Regions from separate parts of the Ovis aries genome. Here region 2 is linked to region 1. Evidence: chromatin contacts called from public Hi-C data. All regions are on one chromosome and are shown on one strand. The core of a region is the stretch at or near the end of the contact, and the rest is flanking DNA. Distances in the headings are between cores, read along the strand shown.

Region 1 (5,546 bases), core at 998-3,497:
ATTTTCTAGCCAGATACATGGCAGGCCGTGGACAGGGCCTGCAGCTACAGCCTTACCTTCACCTGCCTGGGAACAAGCAGATGCAGCCAAGACAAGAAACCAAAGAAACTGAAACCGACTGTGGAGAAGCAGAGTCAGGATGCGCAGCGAGCAGGGCAGGCGGGAGCAGCCGTGACCCAGCGAGAAGGCGGTGGGCTCAGCACGGCAGGCTTGTGGGTGGGCGGGGGGGTGACCAGGCCAGGTTAGCAGGTTCCAGAGGTGGCTAAGCTAGGTGACAAGCGCAGTCTGAGGCAATGGGTTCAGAAGGTGACCAGGCTCAGTGGGAATGGAGGCCGGGACTTACCTGCTCTCTGCTTCCTCTGGAGTCCCTAACATTTTGGCCTTGATCTTCTTCCGCTGCTTCTTGACAGCTACCTTCATGGCTCCGAGCAGAAGCCCAGGGACCCGGTGGGCTGTCAGCAGCTCCCTACAGAGGAGGAGGAAGGGCAGAGACAAAGCAGTGGGGATACTAAGAATAGGTCTAGACTCAAGTACCTGTGCATGTTGTTTCCCCTTTTGGGAACACTCTGCCTTGCTAACCCCTCTGCCCCTAAGCTTAGGTGTCACCCCTCCTGGGAGTACTTCCTTGACAGCCGCTGCTGCTGACCCTCAGCACTGGCCCTCCCCGGTATGAAAGAAGATCCAGGAGGGCAGGGACTATGTGACTCCCGTCCTCCAGTGCCCAGCATGGTGCCTGGCACACGACACCATAGATGTATCAACCACTCAAAGAATGAGGCGGGTGAACCGAGGCCAGGGAACAGGTGCGCCTGGCGCCCCCGAGCCTCTGGGCCCTGCCTGGCGCCCTCACCGCTGGAAGTAGGCCAGCTCCTCCTTCAGCAGGAACAAGTTGGCTTTGAGCTCATTCCGCTCCTGAAGGATCTGCTGAACCTCCTCTCGACTGAAGCCGCACTGCCCTGCCTTGGCGGGGAGCCCTGGCGGCAGCGGGGCATCCGCCTGTGGAAGGACAGGCTTGGTCAGTGGCGCCTAGGTTGGACAGGGACGCCTTGGGCAGTGGGCACCTCGGTTGGGCAGGGAGCCTTGGGAGGCCAGGGCGCTACCATGGGTGCCAGGCCGGGGCTCTGGCTGAGTAGGGGAGGAGGCCGGCTGGTGGCGCACACTCGTAACCACCTTCTAGCTAGCCTGTTGGCCCTGCCACGCAGTACGGCAAAACTTTCCCGAGTGCCCACCGAGAGCCGGACCGTTCCCTCATAGGGCACTCACCGGGTCCTCGGGGGTCCCCGGGGCTCTTGTGCCCGCGGTCGCCCGCTCGGACTCCCGCCTCTGCTCGCACTCGGGTCCAGCGGCCTGGCCCTGAACCGGTTCTGGAGGCGGCTCCACGGCCGCTTCGCGCCGCTGCTCTCGTTCGCTCTCGCGGTCCCGCGCAGCGCGTAGCTGGGTTTGTACCGCGGCCAATTTCTGCCGCAACTCCGCATTCACCAGCAGGAGGCGCTGCAGCTGCTCCTGCAACTGTGGGCGGAGCCAAGGGGCTGGTGGGCGGGGCACCTGAGGGCCGGCAGGGTCCCGCCCCCGGCACGTCGCCCCGCCCCGCCCTCACCGCCTCGGTCTCCTGGCTTCGCTGCAGCAGGTCGCGGTTGTACGCCCGGAGTTCGTCCCGCTGGCGGTCGGTCACCTCCTTGAGCTGCCGCAGCAGAGCGCGCTCCTCTGAGGAAGGGGCGTTCTCAGCGGCGGGCCCGCGAGAGGGGGAGCCCTGCGCCGCCCCGACCACGGAGCCCTGCAAGCCCGCACTCACCCTGTGGTCCAGAGCGCAGCTCTCTGCGGAGGCGCTCGTTCTCCTCTCGCAGCCGCCGCAGCTCGAGTTCCGCCTGCTGTGCGGATACCTGCAGCTGGGAAGGCCGCGCTGTTAGGCCAGCCCCCGCTGGCCCAGGCGGGCGGCTGGGGAAGGGCGCCATGACTTACCGAGTCCGGGGCGGGCCCCACGGCAGCCTTTTCCAGGAGCTCCAGCGCCTGCACCACCAGCGGAACGAGTCCGGCTGCGGCCTCCGGCCCGAAGCGGCGCGCCAGCTCCTGCAGCTCAGCGCCCAGGGCCCCCGCTAGGTGGTACACGAGCTCCGCGGCCGTCCCCGATCCCGCGGCCACCCGAGGCCCGGAGCCATGCGCCCCAGGCGCCGCCCTTCTGGGCTCCATGTCCCCCGAAGGCGACCAGGGCTGCGACACCCTCCTCCCCCAACTGAGGCAGGAAAAAGCCAATCAGTCCTGGCCCAGGAAGCGGCTTAGGACAGTAGAGGGCGGGGTAGAAGCGACAAGGGAGGAGCGATTCAGGGAAAAGGCTGTAAGAGTCTCAGGGCCCTGTTAAAGCCCCCAAGGTCACAGGAAGTAGGACATTCCAGCCAGGCGTCCAGGAGCTGAGGCCCAGGGCTGTAAGTGGTCACTTTCGTCAAGCCCTCCCCAGTGTCCACACCAGGCTCCACCCCTGTGTCTAGAGTCATGGGGCCTGACTTGGCTGCCAACTCTCCAGCCCAGAGGTGAGAGGTAGGCGGGCTGTCACTGACCTCAGCCAGCGGCAGCCAACTGTCCAGCCGTGTGCCTATTTCCAGGACAGGCTGAGAGTGACACAAAGCTTAAGGGGCTAAGCTGGGCTCTGCAGCTACAGAGAACAAGCCAGGAGCTTCTACACTCAAAATAGTGACTGCTCCAAGAGATGCTGAAAAGCGGTGAGCGTTTACAAGTATTTGGGGTAAAACTGGCAAATGTGGTCATAGCAGCAGGGGTGTGAAAGCCCAACTTCCCTTCAGCTCACTGAGCTTAGAGGATATTTATCCCCACAGCTCCAAACAGGGGGACTCAAGGCTCAGTCCAGCAGCTTGCAGAGAACATGTCTGGCTTCTGCCATCCCTACATCCAGAATCTGAGCTCAGGGGAAAAAAAGCTTCAAAACCTCCTATTTATACAAAATTTATTATTATACTTTTTCACAATTACAAGTCACCAGGAGGTCAACAACATCACAAGCACAGAAGAGAGAAGAAGGGGCCAAGCTGCTGAATGTCACCAGCTTGTCTGTGGGGCCACAGGCTCTAGCCTTGACCAGAAGGCTGGAGCAAGAGGTGAGGAGACGACTACGCATAGAGGTCCTCTCGGTCCGCAGAGTAGACCTCGCCCTCCTGCAGGAGAGCGAAGTTGAGGAAGTGGGAGGGCCGGTGCACCTCGTGGTAGAACTCTTTGGGATTTGCCAGCTGCAGCTCGTACTTCATGTTGGGATCATGCCGGACACCTTGGAGGAGAAGGAAGAGGCCAACGTTGGCAAGGTCCACCTGCCTCACCCAGCCTGGGTCCCTGGGCCATCTCTAAACCAGAATCTGGGCCCAAGTGCTAAGGGCGGTGGCCTAACCTCATCCCCACTTTCCTGTGCACCCCTGCCCTCAGCCCACACCCTGCCCCACGCACCCATGAAGTTGTAGTTCCATGAGGACTGGGCAGGGACCATAAAGAAGCCAAGGAAACGGTCTGACAATAGCATCTGGACCCTCTCGTAGTGCGAGGGTAGGTAGCCTTTGGGGTTGTTGCCCTTGTCTGTGTTCTGGCGGCCCCATTCATAGCCACTGGGGGTCAGCTTGTAGGCTGTCAGGGTGCAGGAGCCTGGTGTGAAGCTGGAAGAGAAATGAGGACAGAGTCAGAGCTCAGGCCACCATTCTGGGCCCTGGCCCACAATGCCTCCCATCACCCTTCCTCCCAAGGGGGCTCAAGCCCACCTGCAGGTGATGATAATGGTCTTCTCGCCATCCCAAGATGGGTTGTCAGCCATGATCTTAGCATGGGTGGTGACATCCTGGGGTGACAGCTGGGGAGACTCGTTGGGCTGAGTATGGATCCAACCTAAGGGTTCCATCTCCTATAGGAAGAGTAGTGGAAAGCTCTTTAGGGCCCAGAAATCCCACCCATGAGAGTAAAACCTCTGCCTTCCCTCCACCACCCTGAGAGCAGGATGCCGCAGCTCTCCCACTTCCTCCACTAACCTTGAGGTACTCATGCTGGGGCAGCTGGCCAGGCAGGTGCACAGTCTGGTGAGTGCCCCACTGTGGTACCATCACGATGCAGCGGATCTCCTTCACCTGGGGGTTATCTGGTGGGCTCACCCCATACAGGTATCCTGCAATCTGGAGACAAGGGGGTCAGAAACCAAAGAGATTCTTAGAACCAGCTTAATTCCCTTCTCCAGGAACAAGGTCAGAGTTCCCCAAAATGTGGCCAGAATCTCCTACATCAAAAAAGCCTGGGAGTACTTATTCAAAATGTTAAACATGGACCTCATCTCAGACTTAATCACATCAGAATCTTGAGTGGGGTCCAGGAATCGGCATTGCTCACACATTCCCCAGTTGATTATTTAAGTATTTAAGCACAGTATCCATAAACAAATGAGCACATGAGCACACAGATCAGGCATTCAACAAGCAGTGCACATCTTTAAACCCAGCACTCCGCAGCACTTTTTCCACCCTCGGTTTCTCTTCAAAACTACCTTCTTTGCCCAATCTTCTAGTTATCTTTTATTTCTTCCTGTTTTTGTCTTTTGTGGTACTCTTTGTCACACACAAGTTAATCATTTTGATGATGGTTTTGTGCTGTATATCTTATTTAAGATTATTCCATCACTAAGACAATAAATACTTTCTTCTAATAACTAGTGTTTAGTATTTCACATCCAGATTTTCATTCCACCTGGATTTGCTTCTCTAAGTGCTATGGAGTAGGGATCAAGTCTCCCTTTGCTGATTATTTCAATGTCATAAAACACACTTCATCCCACAGATGGAGTGGAATCCTCAAGTGATACACCTGATTTACTGTATACACATGAATCTGTTTCTGACTATATGATACTTCTTTCCAATAACTTCTAGGCCAATCACACATCCTCCTCTCAATTGCCATAGCTTTATAATGCTTTGGTATCTGGTGGGGGCCAAAACCTTCCTCCCTGTTTCGGCTATCCTTACATATACTTTACTCATCCATGAATTTCAAAACCATCACCTCCAGTTCCAGGAAATCTCAGGTGAGTTTTAGGCTCATAAATGCTTAGCACACACTGTGGCCTAGATGGACAAACATACTCACTTGGGCCCGAAGGTCAGATATGCAGATAAACTTCTTAAGCACATTCTTGGGAAGGATATAGGTGTACCCAGTCTCCTTGATGTCATCAGATGAAACATAGATGTGATTGGTCCTTAGGTGCAGGTTGGCAGCAGAGATGGCCCTAACAACAGGCAGGGAATGTTGGCATTTTTCAACTCAAGCACTTCATGCGGCACCAGCAGGCCTTCCCATCCCCACCCGTCTTGCCCTATGCACTACCTGACCCTCCATTCAGTCTTAGAAGAGAAAGTCTGGGTCTCGTAGTTGCTAGTGGTGGAGGTGATTATTTCGTCGCCATGCTTGTTGACAGTGCGAGTCTGGGTTGCAGTGAGCTGCGACTGTTCCTTCGTCTGCTTCTCAATCTCAGCGATCTGCTGCCGCTGCTGTGATGGCGCTGAGATCTC
Region 2 (5,546 bases), core at 1,652-4,151, 140 kb after region 1:
ACCTGCTCCCAACTCCCATGCATGTCCCATTACTTCTCTGACGGTATTTCCTACCACTCTCCCTCGGGCTCACTCTGTTTATTCACTACTACCTGTTCACCCAACTTGCTATTTTTTAAACCAGGCCAGATACTCTCCCACCGTAGGCTCTCTGCCCAGAATTCTCTTCTATCAGACATCTACTTTGTTAACTCCTGTATGGCCAAGACTCTGCTCCACTTTTGCTCTTTCAAGAGGCATATCTGACGATACCATTTAATACTACAACCTGTACTCTCATTCCTAGCACTGGCTATTGCCCCGACCCCATTCAATTTTCCTTTTTTCAACTGCACTTATCACTTTTAACATATTATACACATTATGATGTTTATTTCTGTCCCTCCTTGGTAGTAAGGATCTTTATCTATTTTTTTAAATTCGTTTATCTATTTTTGGCTGAGCTGGGTCTTCATTGCTACCTGGGCTTTTTCTCTACTTGAGGTACATGGACTTCTCATCGTAACAGCCTCTCTTGGTGCAGAGCCTGGGTTCTAGGACAAGTGAGCTTAAGAAGTTTCAGCACACAGGCTCAGCAGGTGTGGCTCCCAGGTTCTTGAGGACAGGCTCAGCAGTTGTGGTGCGTGGGCTTAGCTGCTCCGCAGCATGCCTCCTGCATTGGCAGATTCTTTACCACTGAGACACCAGGGAAGCCCCTTTGTCTATTTTTTAAAATGATGTGCTTTTGGTTTACTAAGCACCTGGCACAGTAGCTGGCATGAAACAGATGTTCTCATAATTCACTGAACGAGGTTCTGGGAAGTTGTTTCGGTTTCTCGTACACATGTGTGTACTAGGTCGTGATGTACAATATGTTTCTTGTTGAAGAGTGTAGTCAAGAGTGTTTGAAAACTACTTAGGTTAGACCATATGACCTCCATGGTTCTTTCCAAATAGAATTTTTAAATTTCTATGTGCAGCCACTGAATCTGCACCATATCCTTTGGGATATGGCAAGGTGTACAGCCTAGTGACTACCACAAGGCATGACTACTTGGCCTTGAGTCAGCATGCCTGCTGACACTGACAAAGCTAACGAGCATCCATCCACCTGCCAACGCAGAAGACTCAAGAGACACAGGTTCAATCCCTGGTCGGGAAGATCCCCTGGAGAAGGGAATGGCAACCTGCTTCAGTATTCTTGCCTGTAAAATCCAGCGGACAAAGGAGCCTGGCAGGCTACAGTCCAAGGGGTCGCAGAGAGTCTGACATGACTGGGCATACACATACCTGTTCTATTGATGTAATAGGTTAGAAAGCACTGTGGAAATATCAAGAACTGTTGAATGCCCCAAAAGAGAAAAATCTGCACTTAACTCTTCCATCAGAAAAAGATACAATCTGAGAGGAAATCATAAAAAGAACACTTCCCAGATCAAAACTTCCCTGACTGAAGCTTTCATTCACTTACTGAAGAAGTGCAGATGAGTGAAGAAAGAGATCATTCAAAGTCTCTGCTGTAGAAATGGTGACCTGAATGGACTTGGGGAGCAAAGACCACTTCTGAAGTACGTAGGATTTCCACTCATCCACGGGCAGATCCATGCTACTTCAGACCTAAAAAATGAATAAGAAAACAAGGAATTCAGTTTTCTACAAATGCATAATTCCAGAAAATCGATTTCATTCAAGCATGCACCACGAGGCCACAAAATCAGATCTTGTAGTCTCTTCCTACAGTTGTTTACATGCCAGGGAAGGATGTATCCTCTCCCGCACCAATTCACATCCCTTCATTCAGAAATTATTTACTGAAAACTGACTTTGTTCCTGGCATCGTACTAGGGAACGGTTATACAATGATGAATCAGATTTCTTACATAGTTCAGTTTTTTCTTTTCAATCCCGAGGTCCCTTCTTTAGTTCAAGCCCTCACCATTTCCTGTCTGGCATTCTTTCTCGAGTGTCATAATTAGTCTTCAGGCCCTCAGACTATCCCTCCCTGTTCCCCCTTCCCAATTTAGTCCATCCTCCATACTGAGACCGATGTCAATTCTCTGCCTTAAATTCACTGATGCTCCTCCTAGAACTTGGGGAAGCCCAGTACAAACCCTTTATCATTTGACCCCTGACCTACTTTCTGATCAAGTCTCGCTTTTTCCTCTATACCCTACTATCCGAATTTGCACACATCCTTCAAGACTCAGTTCAAATGGTTCCTACTCCGAGAAGCCTTCCCTGATTTTGGCACCTGTGACGACAGGCGCACACTTTGCGTCTCTCCTGGGACCCAAACCACGTCTACACTGAGTTAAGGCTACTCACAGCAGAAACTCCCTCGACATACTGTGCTCCCCTCTGGGAGTAGGGACCAGGTCTTATTTACCTTGAGAGACCCCCCCCACTGTGCCCAGTTCAGGGTCTGGCACCTGCGGGAGCTCAGCTCGGTGTTGCTGAAAGAAGCGAGTCACTGCTTCGACTACTTTCAGTAGCAGAATTATCAGGGAACCCCTCGAACACTCCTCTGGGCTAGCAGTCTATGGCTGCCCGCCGAAGGCCGAGCGCGGTACGTTTCCTAGAGCCCGCGGGGAAAGCTCCCGGAACCCCTCCGCCCTGCGCCCTTGGCGGCGCCCGCGTCACGGTTCGCGCGCCCCAGCGCTCGGCGCCCCGCCCCTAGGCCCCCGCCATCCCGCAACAAGGCTCGGGACCCGGACTCCGGTGGGTCACGTGAGCCGCGTGCCGCGCCTCAGCCAATGCGGCGGCTGCTTGGCCCTGAGACTGCCGCGTGCCGTGCGCACGTCGGGAGGCGGGGGCGGTTCACGCAGCTCCTCCGGCCAATCGCCTTGGAGCGCGCGGGTCCCCGGGAGTAAAGCCAGGCTTGTGTTGGGGGAGCCGGAGCGCGGGAGTTGTTGCAGCGGAACCATGGTGGGCCACCTGAGCGAGGGGGCCATTGCGGTGAGGCGACGCCTGCGAGCTGGGCGCGGTCCGGGGCGGCTGTGGGCCCTGGGGCCGTGCGGGTGGAGGAGGGGGAGAGAACACAGGAGCCGGAGTGATAGCGGGGGTTGGGTAGGAACCCCTGGATGACTCCCTAGAATCATCAGTTAACGCATTTTTATCGTCATCTTTTTCAACATGCTCATGTTTTTCCTGCTTCAGGAATTGAAACAAAGTAAACGATTGATCTTCCCCCATCTCTCTCCTGCAGCCACTCTTTCTTCTTCCCTTCCCCCATCCGCAGCGAAACTTTTTGCAAGAGTTGTTAGTTTTCAGTTCTTTTCCTCGCCTCGCATTCCCCTTTAACCGACTCGAATTAGTCACTCTCCTCCCTGATCGCTGTAACCCTGGCTGAAGTCAGCAGTGCCTCCTGGGGTTGTTAAGTCCAGCAGACACTTTGGAGATCTAAATCTGTCAGTTCTCAGCAGCGTTTGACTATCGGGCAAAGCTTTCTTCCGGTAGCATCCTCTTCTAAGACGGGAGAAAATCCGTCTTATTTTCAGCTTGGCTTGTCTTTCCCCGTCTTATTTTCAGATCCTTCTGTAAATTTTTGTTGACTCAAGGCTCAACCCTAGGCCCTCTTCTCCCAAAACAATAAAATTACCGTCTCTGTGTCAGTTGCTCACAAGTTTTTTTTTGTGCAGGGCCAGCTTTACTCTGAAAGACAAACCTCTGTCATCTGTGTACTTGATAATCTCAAAGACATTTTAAATTCAACATGTTCCAAAGAAAATCTAATATCTTCCTAAATTTGGGCCTCTGCTGTCACCTGTCTGGATGCATGGCACCATTATTCATTAAGTTATGCCAGCTAGAAATTGTGGAATCATTCTTCCTTTAAACTCTCACCCTGGCTGTCACCCTACGTAAGTTTGGTCTGTTATGCCTTCACCCATGTCTCTTAAATCCAGCTACTTCTCTCCAGGCACCATTGTTTGTGCCTGGCCTTCTTCCTTTAACCCAGCATAATCTTCCTCCTGCCATTCCCAACACGGCATATTCCTACCTGTTCTTTCCTTTTTTTCAGCTTTTTAAAATGTAAATTGTAAATTCCTGGTATATTTCATACTCCTGCCTTCCGCAGGGGCTTTGAACATTCTTTAACCTGTGCCTACTGCCTGGGTGGTGCTTTTTTAAAAAAATTATTGTCATTAAATTTTTTATTTTGTATTGGAGTGTAGCCAATTAACAACGGGGTGTTCTTCATTCTTCTCCTGTTGACTAACATAATCTTCAAGTCTCCACTCAGTTACTTCCTCAAAGAACTCTTCCTTGACTCAGTTTGCTAGGCTTAAGTCCTTTTATTTTCCGACCCTAATTCCTGCTTGTTCACCTATTATCTGTGATTTCAGGCAAGATATTAAACTTTGTCTTTCCTCTTCTGTCACAGGCTAATCATACCTAGTACCTGTTGCCTGTGATTAGTGGAGGGATTAAATGAGCTATTAATTTAAAGTGCTTAGTCCATGTCTGATACATAATATATGTGCATTACTTGTTACCTGTTATTAACAGTTGCAGATATGATTTTACATTAAATATTGTTCATTTCATTAATGTCAGTTCCTTTCTCTCACCCCCCCGACTGGATTGTAAATGCTCTGAAGCCTGAAATCTTGTCTGATTTTTTTTTTTGCCCAACACAGTCTCCCCGATTCCTGGAGCAGTGCTAGCAGGTATTAGGTGCCCAATAAATGTTTACTACTTGCGTGTGAGGCAGTGAAAAGAAAGGGACAGAGCTGGATGGAGAGGCACAGTTGGCAAAGCGGAGTGAATATTTTATTTTATTTTTTATTTTTTTTGGCAAAGCGGAGTGAATATTTTAATACATTAAAAATAATTAACCTTTAGAAGTGATTGCAAACTGTAGTCCTTGTCTCCTTTATAGCTGCAACCTTGCATCTTTAAGACAAATTAGGAGTTCTTTACTTTTAAATTAAAACAGTGACTAAGGTATTATTTAAATAATTTGCTGAGTTTTTGTCACATTCAAAATTGTAGTATTACTTAGATCTTGTTCATAAATGACAATGAAAATTTATGTGTGTGTTTTGGTAGAGAACCATTGTCAAATTTCTCATCTAAAGCAAGTAATATTTTAGTTCAAAAGACATAGACCCCCCCCCCCACAAAGGGCAAGCAACTAACGCACACAAATAGTAGGGACATTTTCAGCAAGAGCTAACATAAGAGATTATTCATGGAACTATTGTGGTAAATAGAACAAATAGTATTTCTGTCTTAAGTAATTAGGTAATACAAAGAGAGGGGAAGGGAACTAATATTTTTTATCATTTCCAATGTGCCAGATATTTCATTATAGTCAGTACTTACAGTAACCCTGTAAGGTAGATTTTTATCATTAACCCCATCTTACAGACGAAGAAATTAAAATACAGAGAATTAGTTTGTGCACGAGCTGAGGATTTGAACACATACTTTTGAGCATTACCTTCTGTTGCTTTGTATTTTTTTTCCTTACAGTTTTATGGAGATGTAATTGATACCGCACTGTGTACGTTTAAAGTGTACGGCATAATGATCTGACTCACATCGTGAAACTGTTACCACAA

Evidence for each region. Hi-C and Micro-C count contacts between places; a contact is called where the count stands out from the background.
Region 2: a contact with region 1 is called in a Hi-C map of skin fibroblasts, with 2.6 times the contacts expected there. The contact joins the promoter of RPA1 here to the promoter of RILP in region 1. A contact is called at or near these places in 2 of 16 Hi-C or Micro-C datasets (muscle and skin fibroblasts).

The regions. Positions count from the first base shown.
Region 1 is chr11:22,645,177-22,650,722 of ARS-UI_Ramb_v3.0, forward strand. It overlaps RILP (Rab interacting lysosomal protein), which reads right to left and starts at 2,248. Exons shown (of 9, transcript XM_027975145.3): 1 at 1,960-2,248; 2 at 1,793-1,886; 3 at 1,598-1,704; 4 at 1,264-1,509; 5 at 851-996; 6 at 344-466. The coding sequence starts at 2,187. It overlaps PRPF8 (pre-mRNA processing factor 8), which reads right to left. Exons shown (of 43, transcript XM_060395315.1): 38 at 5,362-5,546; 39 at 5,122-5,263; 40 at 4,017-4,157; 41 at 3,753-3,892; 42 at 3,448-3,650; 43 at 2,940-3,274. The coding sequence ends at 3,120.
Region 2 is chr11:22,787,813-22,793,358 of ARS-UI_Ramb_v3.0, forward strand. RPA1 (replication protein A1) reads left to right here and starts at 2,902. Exons shown (of 17, transcript NM_001161889.1): 1 at 2,902-2,934. The coding sequence starts at 2,902. SMYD4 (SET and MYND domain containing 4) reads right to left here and starts at 2,602. Exons shown (of 11, transcript XM_012185460.4): 1 at 2,409-2,602; 2 at 1,451-1,596. The coding sequence starts at 1,584.